Regions from separate parts of the Sus scrofa genome. Here region 1 is linked to region 2. A link is a contact called in public Hi-C data. All regions are on one chromosome and are shown on one strand. The core of a region is the stretch at or near the end of the contact, and the rest is flanking DNA. Distances in the headings are between cores, read along the strand shown. Region 1 overlaps LOC102161391 (a long non-coding RNA gene). Region 2 overlaps CDK6 (a long non-coding RNA gene).

What was found. Hi-C and Micro-C count contacts between places; a contact is called where the count stands out from the background.
Region 1: a Hi-C map of embryonic fibroblasts shows a contact between it and region 2, with 2.2 times the contacts expected there. The contact joins two enhancer-like sites. A contact is called at or near these places in 1 of 47 Hi-C or Micro-C datasets (embryonic fibroblasts) and 1 of 2 datasets of contacts at active chromatin or transcription factors (alveolar macrophages).

Annotation. Positions count from the first base shown.
Region 1 is chr9:72,821,542-72,827,635 of Sscrofa11.1, forward strand. The region is part of intron 2 of LOC102161391 (a long non-coding RNA gene); the gene reads right to left. Among named protein-coding and RNA genes, the nearest start is that of CDK6, 59 kb to the left of the region's middle. Within about 2 kb of position 4,245, at least 15 of the 83 cell types and tissues checked have an H3K27ac peak or open chromatin away from gene starts, as enhancers often do. A contact at or near this core is called in embryonic fibroblasts, where this site is marked.
Region 2 is chr9:72,611,771-72,618,465 of Sscrofa11.1, forward strand. The region is part of intron 4 of CDK6 (a long non-coding RNA gene); the gene reads right to left. Among named protein-coding and RNA genes, the nearest start is that of FAM133B, 110 kb to the left of the region's middle. Within about 2 kb of position 4,976, at least 31 of the 83 cell types and tissues checked have an H3K27ac peak or open chromatin away from gene starts, as enhancers often do. A contact at or near this core is called in embryonic fibroblasts, where this site is marked.

The DNA of each region.
Region 1 (6,094 bases), core at 2,995-5,494, 210 kb after region 2:
GATACCACCAGCTTTGTTCTTCTTTCTCAAGATTGAATTGGCTATTTGGGGTGTTTTGTGGTTCCATACAAATTTTAGGAATATGTTGTAGTTCTGTTTAAAATGCCACTGGCTTTTTTTTTAGGGCTGTTGTTGTGGCGTATGGAAGTTCCCAGGCTAAGGGTCAAATCTGAGCAGCAGCTGCCTGTCTGCACCACAGCCACAACAATGCCTAATCTGAGCCAAATCTGCAACCTACACCACAGCTCATTAGCACCACTGGATCCTTAACCCCACTGAGTGGGGCCAGGGGTTGAACCTGCATCTTCATGGATACTAGTTAGGTTCGTTTCCACTGAATCACAATGGGAACTCTCGATGTTGATATTTTGATGAGGATTGCACTGAATATGTATGTTGCTTTGGGTATTATGGACATTTTTAACAATATTAATTCTTCTGATTCCTGAGCAGAATTCCTTATTTCTTCTTTCCTTTTATTTGTGTCACCTTCAGTTCCTTTCATTAATGTCTTATAGTTTTCAGAGTACAGATTTTTCATCCAATCCTTGATTAAATTTATTCCTAGGTATATTATTTTTAAAATACAATTTTAAATGGAATTGTTTTATTGATTTCTCTTTTGGATAATTCATTATTAGTGTACAGAAATACAACATATTTCTGAATATTAATTTTGTATCCTTCATCTCTTTTGAATTCATTTACTAGCGCCAATAATTTCTAGGTAGTGTCTTTAGGATTTTCTGTATATAGTTATCGTGCCATCTGCAAATAGTGACAGTTTTACTTTTTCAATTTGAATGCCTTTATTTCTTTTTATTGTCTGATTGCTGTGGCTAGGACTTCCAATAGCATGTTGACTAAGAGTGGGGAGAGTGGACATCTTTGTCTTTCCTGATCTTAGAGATAAAGCTTTCAGCTTTTCACCATTGAGTATGATGTTGGCTGTGGGTTCATCAGAAATGGACTATTACGTTAAAGGGTATTTTCTCTATACACACTTTATTGATTTTATCATGAATGAATGTTGAACTTCGTAAAGTGCCTTTTCTGCATCTACTGTGATAACCACTAATTTTTATCTTTTGTTTAATTCGTGTGTTGAGAGCTGTTAGTTTTTTACATAAAAAGTATGTTAATAAATATACCTCCAACTTATTGACAATGGGTACCTTTAGTTAGCAAGTTGCTGCACAAACTTGATTTACATATGTTTTTGTATTAAGCCTATCTCAGTAAGACATGAAACCTGGATGCTGTAAATAGTTGGTAGACTACGTAAAAATATTACACTATATTATTCAGGGTTCAACCTGAGAAGCAGAACAAATAGGGGAAAAACATATGTATAATTTAGGGCGCTGGTTAAGCATGTTTGAAATCAGTAGGGCAAGTCTTCAGAAAGGGAATGTCACAGGTAGGTTTGAGGTATATTTTCTCCTCTTGGAAAAAGCCTTAGTTCTGCTTTTAAGTCTTTTCAACTGATTGAAACATCCTCTCCCAGATTATCCAGGATAATCTCCCTTACTTAAAGCAAACTGATTAGAGGCCTTAATTACATCTTAAAATACCTCTACAGCAAAGCCAAGATTAGTATTTGATTAAATAAGTGGATACTGTACCTAGCCAAGTTGACACCTCGAAGCCATCATATATATAAATAAAAAAATTATGTTCAGCAAAAGACACTGAAAAAGGCAGACAGAAATACATTTACAAATATAAAAGGATTAATATTCAAAATTTACTGAATTTCCCCAATCAACAAGACAAGAAACAGCTGATAGAAAAAACGGGAAAGGATATGAATGGGAAATTCATACACAAAATGCAATAGTCCGATGAAGAAAGTATGAAAATGTTTAAACTCATTAATAATTAAGAAAATAAAACTTGAAATGATAGCTTTTTTCTGATAATTTTGGCAAAATTTTAAAAGATAGATAATATCAAAAGTTGGCAAAAATACAGAGGAATGGATATTCTCACTCATACACAAATCCATTAGTAAGAGTATGCAATGATAAAGCCTTTCGAAAAGGAAATTTAAAAGTTATCTGTAACAATTTTAAATGAGTATACCTTTTAGCCTGGTGAACTTCTAGGAGTCTATGCTCTCTTACTCTTTTGTTCATCATCGAGTTCAAATTAAATCTTATCTGATTGGGCTTCTCAACTAAACTGCCCTTTGATTCTTTCCTTCCTGACTGTACTATCTATTGTGCATTACTGCTAGATAGATCTTCATAATTCTCTCCTGTTCTATTATACACAGACACAGAGACACAGATACTCACATACACACCCACAACTATGCCACAGCATAGTTTTTAACAGCTCCAGCTGGAAACGACCCAATGTGTAACAATGATAGCATGAAGAAATAATTCATTTACAATAAAGAAAGTGAAGGAAAATTAGTTACAACATGGATGACTCTCAAAAAATATTGTTGGACAAAAGAAGCAAAACCCAAAGAAAACAAAAAGTATGATTCCATTTAAACAAAGTTCAAAAAAGACAAAATAAACTACATTATTTAAGGATGCATACTTATAGGGTAAAACCATAAGGAAAAGTAAGGAAATAAAAGATTTTCCTAAATGTTAGGGTAGTGATTACCTTGGGTGAAGGAGGAAAGGAATTGTGACTGGGGAGGTGGATTCAGGAGACTTCTGGGATGCTGCTGATACTAGACTTTTTGACCTTAATGGTAATGACATGTCAAATGGAATATAAGGGTTTTGTCTCTATCCTTGTAATTTTCACTTTGCTGTAGAGTAGAAATTGACAGAATACTGTAAATCAACTATAATAGAAAAAATAAAAATCTTAAAAAAAAAACCTCGTTAATTAAAAAAAAATGTTTCACTAGGGAACATTCTGAAGTACTAGCAATCTTCTATTTTTCATTTTTTCTTTTTCCAGTTTTGTTGATGTATAACTGACATAAAATGCTGTGCAAGTTTAAGGTGTATAACATGTTGATTTGATTTAATAAACTGCGAGATGATAACCACCATAGTGCTTATCCTGTCACGTGGTAGCTGCACAAATTCTGCCCTATCATCTTGTAAATTAAATTTACATATGACTTCTACATTTTTTTGGTTCATTGTATCTGACTCTAAAAAATACATTAAAATTCAGGAGTTCCCATCGTGGCGCAGTGGTTAACGAATCCGACTAGGAACCATGAGGCTGCGGGTTCGGTCCCTGCCCTTGCTCAGTGGGTTAGCGATCTGGCGTTGCCGTGAGCTGTGGTGTAGGCTGCAGACGCGGCTCAGATCCCGCGTTGCTGTGGCTCTGGCGTAAGCCAGTGGCTACAGCTCCGATTCGACCCCTAGCCTGGGAACGTCCATATGCCTCGAAAGCGGCCCAAAGAAATAGCAAAAAAAAAAAAAAAAAGACCAAAAAAAAAAAAAAATACATTAAAATTCAAAAACTTTCACGAATTACTCTGTCTACAAAGTTCTGACTCCTTCATCTGAAATTTCAAATTCCTCTATATACTGATGACTTTTCAGTCTTTGTAATCCTAACTCCCACTTCTGTCTTCAGTGGAAACCCAAAAAACCCCAAACAAAACAAAACAAAACAAAACAAAAGCCCCAACAGATCCTAATTTTACTAAATTGCCTTTACAAGAAAATAAAGGAAAGAAAATTGACCTTTCCTCTTACTCTTTATTTGAAAGTAAATGGGGGAGGATGTTGAATTGCCTACCACATGTTTTTCTAAGATGAATCAGAGCAGGATGAGATGCCTGCTTAGTCTTTGGCTATAGTGAATATGTGTCTGTGATAACAGTTCTCAAAAAAGAACACATTTCTCCCAAGTTTTTATCTAGCTGGCATTATGATTAGAACTTTCTTTCAGTAAAAAAATGGCTAAAGTCAAGTATAGGGGATGCTAGATGTTAGTTTGTGCCCACCAAAGCACAGTGAGATAAATGACCCAAATTGAGCCCCGAGTCTACAGGCACAGACTATCAGTTTCACACTTACTCATAGTCAACTTCACACTTAGATGCCACTGAAACAACAGGGCCAAATGTTCCTGGAAAATGGGACTTCTTAGACATTCACAGACATTTGGTGTGAATACCTGAGCCCCATGCTCGGGTGGAGATCTCAGCAACAAGATTGATGGGCAGCTTCCAGGGGAAAAAATGAGGGAGGAGCAGGATGTGGTCTTGGTGATTCAGAAGCGCCCCCCCCTTCTCCACCACGAGTTTGAGTCAGCATGCAGCCACATGGCCCCACATGGTACAGTGATGGCTCTCAATGAGCTGTCATCCCAGGTCCTCTCCACTTGCCTTTGTTAAAGCACTTGGTGATTTCAGAAGCCCAATTTGCATATGGGTAGTTTTATTCTGTCTTTCTAAATTAGTCAAGCAGCAAATGGTTAAAGCATTCTGATCTACAGGATATGGGGGCATGAAGTGTTGCTGGACATTTTAATACTTGCTGGCCTCACCTTGTTCTTAAAGTGATGAAGTAACAGCATGGATCTGGAGGTGACCAAGAAGAGTAGTAGAGCTCCTAGATGTTAGAGGCAAGGGGACTGGGTTCAAATCCATGCTCATCACTCTGAACTTGTGATTTTCAGAGTAAGCACAAATCACCCCTTTTTGGCCCCAGGGCATGCACAGTATACTCTTAATGTGATTGGTGCAGTGGGAAACTAGGGTCACCCTTGCAGTGCAACAGTGGTGACAGTTCCCACTAGCTCCAGCCAAGTGGTGGCAGTTCTGCTGGTGCCTGTGTCTGGGTCCCAGAGCTGTCAGAGGGGTCAACCTGACCAGTGTTTGGTATAAACTTGATTTGGAGAACTGCTCATGACTGCAGAGTCCTCAATGAGCCATGCTGGCAATTCTGGGAGTTTTACAATGACTTTTCAGCACATTGCTTTTTGCTTAAACCAAACTTTTGGTTTCTTTTAAATGTAACAAAGGATACTGACTAATACAATGACCTTGGGAAAATTCATTAAGTTTTCTCAACCAATTTTCTCATCTGTAAAGTAGTTTAATAATATTTACCTCTTAAGGTTAGCGGGAAACTTAAATGTTACTGCATGCAAGCACTCATCATGGTGCTGGTCCACAGTAAGGGCCCCTGAGATATTAGCTATTACAGGAAGATTGGACTGCTTATAGTAAGAGTGAATCTTGGTATAAGAAGGTCCTCACATTTATTTATCTTAGAGTTAGGAAAGATAGATAGCTACTAATTGCTGAGTCATGGGGTAGGCATGGGCTTAATTTAACTGGCAACAAAATTTCCAAAGTAGTTTCACTAACTGATACTCTCAAGCATTCTATGAGTTTCTGTCCCTCTACATCCTAACACTTGTATTGCTGACTTTTTAAATTTTAGCCACTCTGGGGTGTGTGTCAAGATATTCTGTAAAGTTTTCAACTTGCATTTTACTGATAACTAATCATGTTGACATGTTTTCATGTTCACTCGCCATTTGGATAGCCTCTTTTATAAGAATCCTATTCACGTTTTTTACCCTTTCTTTAAAAAAACTGAGTTTTTCTTATTGATTTATAAGAAATCTGTACACACTCTAGATCAGACTTACTTCTTTTACTTAGTAATATGCATTTAAGTTCCTCTATGACTTTTTATGGCTTGATAAATTATTTCTTTTTTAGCACTGAATAATATTCCATTGTACCACGGTTGGTTGTTGTTTTTTTTTTTAGGGCTGCATCTGAGGCATATGGAAGTTCCCAGGCTAGGGGCTGAATCAGAGCTGTAGCTGCCGGCCTATGTCATAGCAACATGGGATCTAAGCCCCATGTGCAACCTATACCACAGCTCACAGCAATGCCAAACCCTTAACCCACTGAGCAAGGCCAGGGATAGAACCCATGTCCTTGTGGATACTAGTTGGGTTTGTTAACTGGTGAGCCGCGACGGAAACTCCCAGATGTACCACATTTTATCTACTGATTCACCTACTGAAGGACTTTTTGATAGCTTCCGTTTTGGCAATTATGAGTAAAGCTGCTATAAAAATTTGTGTGCAGGGTTTTGTGTGAAATTAAGTGTTCAATTGCTCTGCGTAAATACCAAGG
Region 2 (6,695 bases), core at 3,726-6,225:
TGGATTGAAGGCTTTTATCTTTATATTCAATCTTTCTTATCCAGTCATAAAAGCATTTTGTGCTCTCAATTAGCCTCGGTATATAGCTTTGGTTATACTGTCCAATTTGATGTAGAGTTCACTGCTTTAATGTGAAGTCGCTCTCACTTGAGAACATGTTAATAAATAGGTGACAGAAAAAGGAGGATTCTACAGAAATTGAGAGAAACTTAATCACAGTAAAATTGAAGCATGACAAGCTGAGCTGCTGAGCAACTGAAATGCCTTGGAAACAAGTAGAGACCAAGACCTTGTGTTACTTCCTGCTCAGGTACAAAGACATCTGCTCATGATCACTTACGTCGGCTTCGACTCATGATGTGACAATCAGCCATTTATTCATCCCATCTTTGGTCATCAGTGAACCCATCGCACAGTACAGGGGGTACAGGAGATGGAGTAAGAGAGTGAGTCCTGGACTGAGCTGTGGAGACGTGGGTGTTAGTTTCAAACAGACAACCAAATAACCTCTGTGTACTGTCTTGCAAAAAAAAGTCATTCTATATCTTTGGACCCCGGTTTCCTCAATGATAAAATCAAGAGATCACGTCACATTATTTCTAAAGTCCTCCTGGCCCTAGAGTCCAATAATCAAGAACAAATAAACTCTACCTGCACAGTGACACTAGCGGACACTGCACTGTGGACCCATGCATCCGAGTCAGTGAGGCTGCTCCCAGAACCTTCACAGTTAGAGAGGAATAAGTACAGGACATTAATAAGTACACAACAGACTTTGGGATTCCATAAAGCAAAACTGAAATTCCAGAAGAGACTGGGAAAAACCTTTCAGAGTATATTTCGGCTCAGGAGGCAAAAGGCAAAGACACACATCTCTTATCAGCTGCAGCGAGAGGCTAGAGGAGAGTTGTGTCTGCATTTCTATGCAATGTGGTGGGGGCTGTTGTTGGTCTTTTCAGAATAAAACATCATTATTCAAGGAGGAGTGCATAGTGACTGACCTTTCAGTAGGCAAGCAAACAAATTTATTACAAAATGTGCTCACAGTTGTCATTTCAGAAGAAAAGGCTAAGATTTTATATGCCTGCTTCTGAAATAGTCACTTAAAAAAAAAAAAAAGAATGGCACAGGGTATAATTTTTTCTGCCCTGACCCACTGTAACATGTGGATTGATCAAAATGAATTCCCTATTTGTGTTAGAAACATTAGAAATCACTGAAGAGAAAAACTATTATGTCAAATGACTGAAATTACATGAAATTACTTAAAATGGGGGAAGATCTGAACCCCCCTATAACACATGAAAACATTCAGGAGGGAGAAATTTAAGCTACATCTATTGTCTCTGGAAATTTCATTCTGTTCTCACACAACTGAATCAATGAAGGTTATTTATAAATATGTAGCTAATAGACTTTTGAAGAACCAGATATGAATGGCAGCATACATATATGAACCTTCTTGGTTTCTTTTAAACATCATCAAACGATGGTCCTAGGACTAAGACGACTTTATTTAAATAAATTGAAAAAAAAAAAAACCCAAAACCCTGCAACTTTTTTGTTGATGACTGAAGAACTCTGAGTTTTAAGACAGAAAAACAAGAAGCAATGCTCAAGGTAATAAGTGCTTTCATGTTACCAGTTCTCATATCGGAGGGCACTGGATTGAGCTAAAGGACAAAGAGATAAGGGCAATATTGCGAGTTACTAACAAATGGCAGATAAAAGAGCTCTTCTGGGTTCTGATTAAGTGACAGCATTCTACACATTCTTTTGACTTGAGAAAGTCAGACGGAGAGCAGCAGCGAAGTTCCATGTGAAGCCCTGCTAAATAAGCATATCTGCATGCTTCCACATTCCAGCGGGACAGGGTTCCTGTCCTGGCCCCGAACAGAAACATGCTCTCTGTGCTCACAGCAAGAACCCGCCTGTGCCTCGGCTTCCATAAAAAAGCATAAATGTATATGCTGAAAGCACAGAGAGGTTTTGTGCTGTGGGATGTGGTGGCCGGGAGCCAATGTTTACAGTCCCCTGGGTGGGAAAGGCCGGGTGAAAGGCTCAGGACGGCAGGCTTTAAAAGTCTTTGCTGTTGCCGCCGGTGACCTTCGCCTCTGTTTTCAAAGCAGCTCTCAGGTTAACCCCTTGGAGTCTGCGTGCACGGGGGCTGCACAAAGGAAATACCTTTCTTTGAAGGACACCTCTCACACGCACATCGGTTTCTGATTTCAGTCGGGGCAGCTCAGAAACACTGGATAAAGAAGCATGTATTTAATCTGCTGTGGGACCCATGGGCGCGTCAGGGGTATCGGATCTGGATTTCCATGTGTGCAAGTGTTCCACAAAGTGAAAGTTTCCAGCTTCAGGCAATGGACTCAAGCTTACAAACTGGGGGATTGTGAAACACGAGCATATTTGGTCTCCCGGGGAGAAGGAAGCATCCAATTTATGCAGAAATGCTCTTTTCCTGGCTAGCCAATGAGAGGCGAGGCTATGAGAGTGGGGCTTCCTATAGGGATCTCTGGACTGGAAGAATGGTGCTTAAAATTAAAGACAGGCTAAATTGCTAACAGCCCAACTTAAAAAGCAGCTGAAGAGAAAAAGCCAATTGTAGAAATGAGAAGGGAGTTTTCCAGTTTTAAGTTAAAGCTGACCATATTCAAATTATTATTGAAGTTTCTACTGTTTCGGCTGAGGAGAATTAATAATCTTTTATACCTAATTTTTAAGACGTAAAGATCCTATTGAAAAAAACTTACCACATATGTGTGTATTTTAGTACAGTCTTTCCTAAATGACTCGAGAAGTTTTTCAATAGTAATATTATTTCAGGCCTTAAAATGTTTTCAGGACCTAAGATTTATTTTGAGAAAAAGTGGTCCGACGTCAGGGACTCAGGTCTATTTTAACAAATGCTTTGGTCCACGAGAAGTTTTGTGGATTTAAAAATGTTTAGTACATATACATGGCTCATCATTAATAATGTTGTCCCTTTATTGAACGCACAGCACACTGAACTCCTGGGGTATGGAAATGAATTGTGCAATTCTAATATCCAGAGTCTATGAATCCCTAACACATGTTTAAGGTTAAGGGTTCAGACTTCTGGAGATGGAAGTGAAAAACAGCACACACCAGAAAATGTAATTGAAACGCACAAAAGTTATTAAAATAAGTCTTATGAAAATCATTCCATCAAATACGAGACCATAATGAGAGGATCTTTCCCTTAGCATTTGGAGGTGAAGTCATGGCCTCTGCGTTACCAGGCAGCTGTCTATAGCATCATAAAGTATGCACATCCTGTGGTTAGAAGTCCACCTCTCCAAGAATGATGCTATGTGAGAATACTGTTCATTTTTTTTTTCTCAATTAATGACTGGTCTTAATAAATACTTCTGAAAACAGATACTAAAATTTCAGTTTGTCCAAGAAGGTTTAACAGTAATCAAAACCACTATCTTGGCTTTCATTACAGACCAAACAACCTGTTCCTTGCTATCTGTTGCAGAAGTCCATGGTGATTAAGTAAATACATTCGAGTCTAGGGCAGACACTGACTAGAAATAATATTTTCAAAACTAAAAGAAACCTCAGAGAGTCACAACAGAGAAGATGCAATAACAGCCAAAGTTTATCGTGGGTTTTCTACATGTCTGGCACTTCACTAAAAACTTTACAAATTTTATGTCATTTAAATCCTGGAATTACTTGTGAGGGGGGCACTGCGAGTTTAACCCACATTCTAGGTAGGAAACTGATGTTCAGAACACGTTAATAACTATAGTTAGCCACATGTCATAATAGGCTAGAATTCAAATGCAGTGTAACCCCCGAGGCTGCAGGTATGACCACTGGGCATGACAGCCATATATGCAAACAGATCACCACCACGGCAAAAGAAGCCCCCGGCAAAGTATTTCACAGCTCTAACAGTTTTGTATACATCATTACCATCATCATCATCATCATCATCATCATTGTCACTGGGGACCCCAAGGCTGATCAATCTTTCAAGAAGGAAGCTGTGTCCAGTTGCAGATTTTTCATTTTATTACTCAGTCCAAACAGTAATATTTGATTTCTAGCTGAGGGCATGAAACTGCCATACTTTGTTTCTGCAATAGATTTGTGAACATTTACATATGATTTTTGCATTTTAAATGGGTTCTATAAGACGCAAAAGGGATTGTCCTTACCACAAATTTTCGTGGTCTACGAACCAGCTGAGGGATATTTTATCTGCAGGCTATAAGATCTCATCACTCCTGGCTGGCCCCCTGACTCTCATCCTAAGTTTTCAAGACAGCGTTTCTCTTTTGTCTCCGTAAACGAATCTTGTCTATAAAAAATTGTTGTTAAATCAAAGAAATAATTGTTGCCATCTTTTATATGGTAATGACATGTCACTTAAAAGAAGTTTTCGGCTTAGACTTGGTTTTGGAAGCAGCTTCTAAATGACTAAGAACATTACAGCTATCCATGAACTTTAATTATCGCAATGTAATTATTAGGAACAACTAGTTACAACTGAGCTTCTCCACACACAGTATAAAGTTAAAACTGTACAAATGAAGCCAAAATATGCACAGCTAAAAGGAATGCTACAGGGGGGCCTCTCTTAGTGAACAAAGCAAGCTCAGTTTGGCTCTTTTTCCTTCGTGCTACCACATCCGCACATCGTTAGTTGGAAAATTCCTGATATATGCTGTAATTTTCTTGCGCTTTTTCCCCCCCAGTACACTTGTGGCTTTAATGTCCAGATGCCATTTTCCCCCTTATCTGTCCCTGTTTGGTGCTCTTCCAGCTACGGTCAACAATTAATACAGCCAAAGAAAAAATACAGTACACTCCCTGGCAACTGGTAGAGCCTCGCAGGAAATACCAAATAAAAACTTGATTATGTATTGTTTAACCATTTTGTTTGCCTGTAGGCCACCCCGTCGTTGGTGTAATTCAGACGGCCATGCTTCATCTGGACGGTCTGAGCGCTGCACCATTGTTCCCAGAGTCTGTCACGCACAATCACTGGCTTCAGCCTGTGGCCTCGAAATGAAAGGAGCAGATTTGTGGCAGCTTTCCAACCTGCATTCCTTTTAATTAGTCAACTTGTGGCCCAATGTTATAATAGATAAGTAACCTCTTAATATTCATGTAATTAATTAATTTTTTTTCTCATTCGGTTATAAGCCTTTGCATGGAGGGGGGATAAAAGCTTTTTCCTATATGGGCTCTCGTTTATGAAATAAGCATGGAACTGTTATAAAGAACATTGGAGCCCATGTTTCCATGATTCTCTATGAAGGCAGCTCCAGAAACCACAGTAGGCCCATACCTGTATTTTAACCACAGTATTTCTTGCATTTAAAATAGTAAATGAAATCTTTCTAGTGTATAAATCTGATATATGGAAGATGAATAATCTTGCCAACTTTAGCTGGGCTGGGAAGCCTCCCTTCCATTTTAACAAAAAAAACTAGCTTATTGTTGGAAGATGGAACGGTTACACTTGTTTAAGATCCCTTGCAAAAAAGCAAGGCTGACATTTAAATTGGCCAGCAGTTCTCAAAGTACTAGGAAGTTTGCTCTAGATCTGGAATAAGTCAATAATTAAACTGCTGATGCTGTTAGCTATTAGCACAGGACGAACCTTTAAAAAGATAAGTTGCTTCCTACAAATATTAATAATGTCCACTGGTCACAGGAGTAAGAATGGCTTTTAAAGCTCAATATTTAAGTTCTTTCACCTATTTAAGTTTCTCAATTAAACCAAATTCTCCTCAAAGGCAGTAATAACACTTTTACTTCTGTTAGATCCTCATGGAAAAGTACTCGTGAGTGAAATACAGATATATCTGTACTACCCCGGACTCTTAGTATCACTTCTCATGCAGTTTATGAAACATATGAAAGTCACTTCAATGATTCATTCATACACACACACACACACACACACACACACACACACTAATGTGCCTACTATATGACAAGCACTGGATCCCAGCTATAAAAAGGATACGAAGACTAAAGATATCATTTCTGCTCTCCAAAGCTCACCGTTGAGCAGGAAAGGCAGATGTGTAACTACCAATTGCATAGGCTCCTGTGCCAGGTAGAGGTACATGATTTAAGCACTTGGGTTCAAAACCCGGGTCCTCTTTTGTGAGTTGTATCACTTGGCTAAATATCTTAGACTCTCCATGCCTTTGTTTCCTCATCTGCAAAAAGGGAAATTCACAGTATGTATATCACAGAACAACTGGAGAATTACATGGTGTAAAAATCTTGAAAGTACTTTGCAGGTGCTGGTTCTATACATTTTGGCTATCAGCAAATGTTTTACATGTGTACCGACGGCACGAGGTAGGGCAGAGGGCAGGAAAGGGATATGGACTGTTACTCTGCTTCAGAGATGAGGTGCAAGGATATGACAGCCAGAGGGAGCGGCTGGAGCAGGAAGGCTGAGGAGTATGAAACTGTTTGGACCAGATCACAAAGGACCTTAAGCACCATATAATGGAGGCCAGACTTTCTCCTGAGAGGGATGGGAGGCACTAAGGAGTTTGACATAGGGCTTGCACGTCAGATCTGCATTTTTGACTGAACATTCTGGTAACTTCAAAAGATGAAATTGGATGTAATTCTTGAGGCAGGAAGCTCAGTTAAAAGGCTGCAATGATCCAGCTGCACCAAAA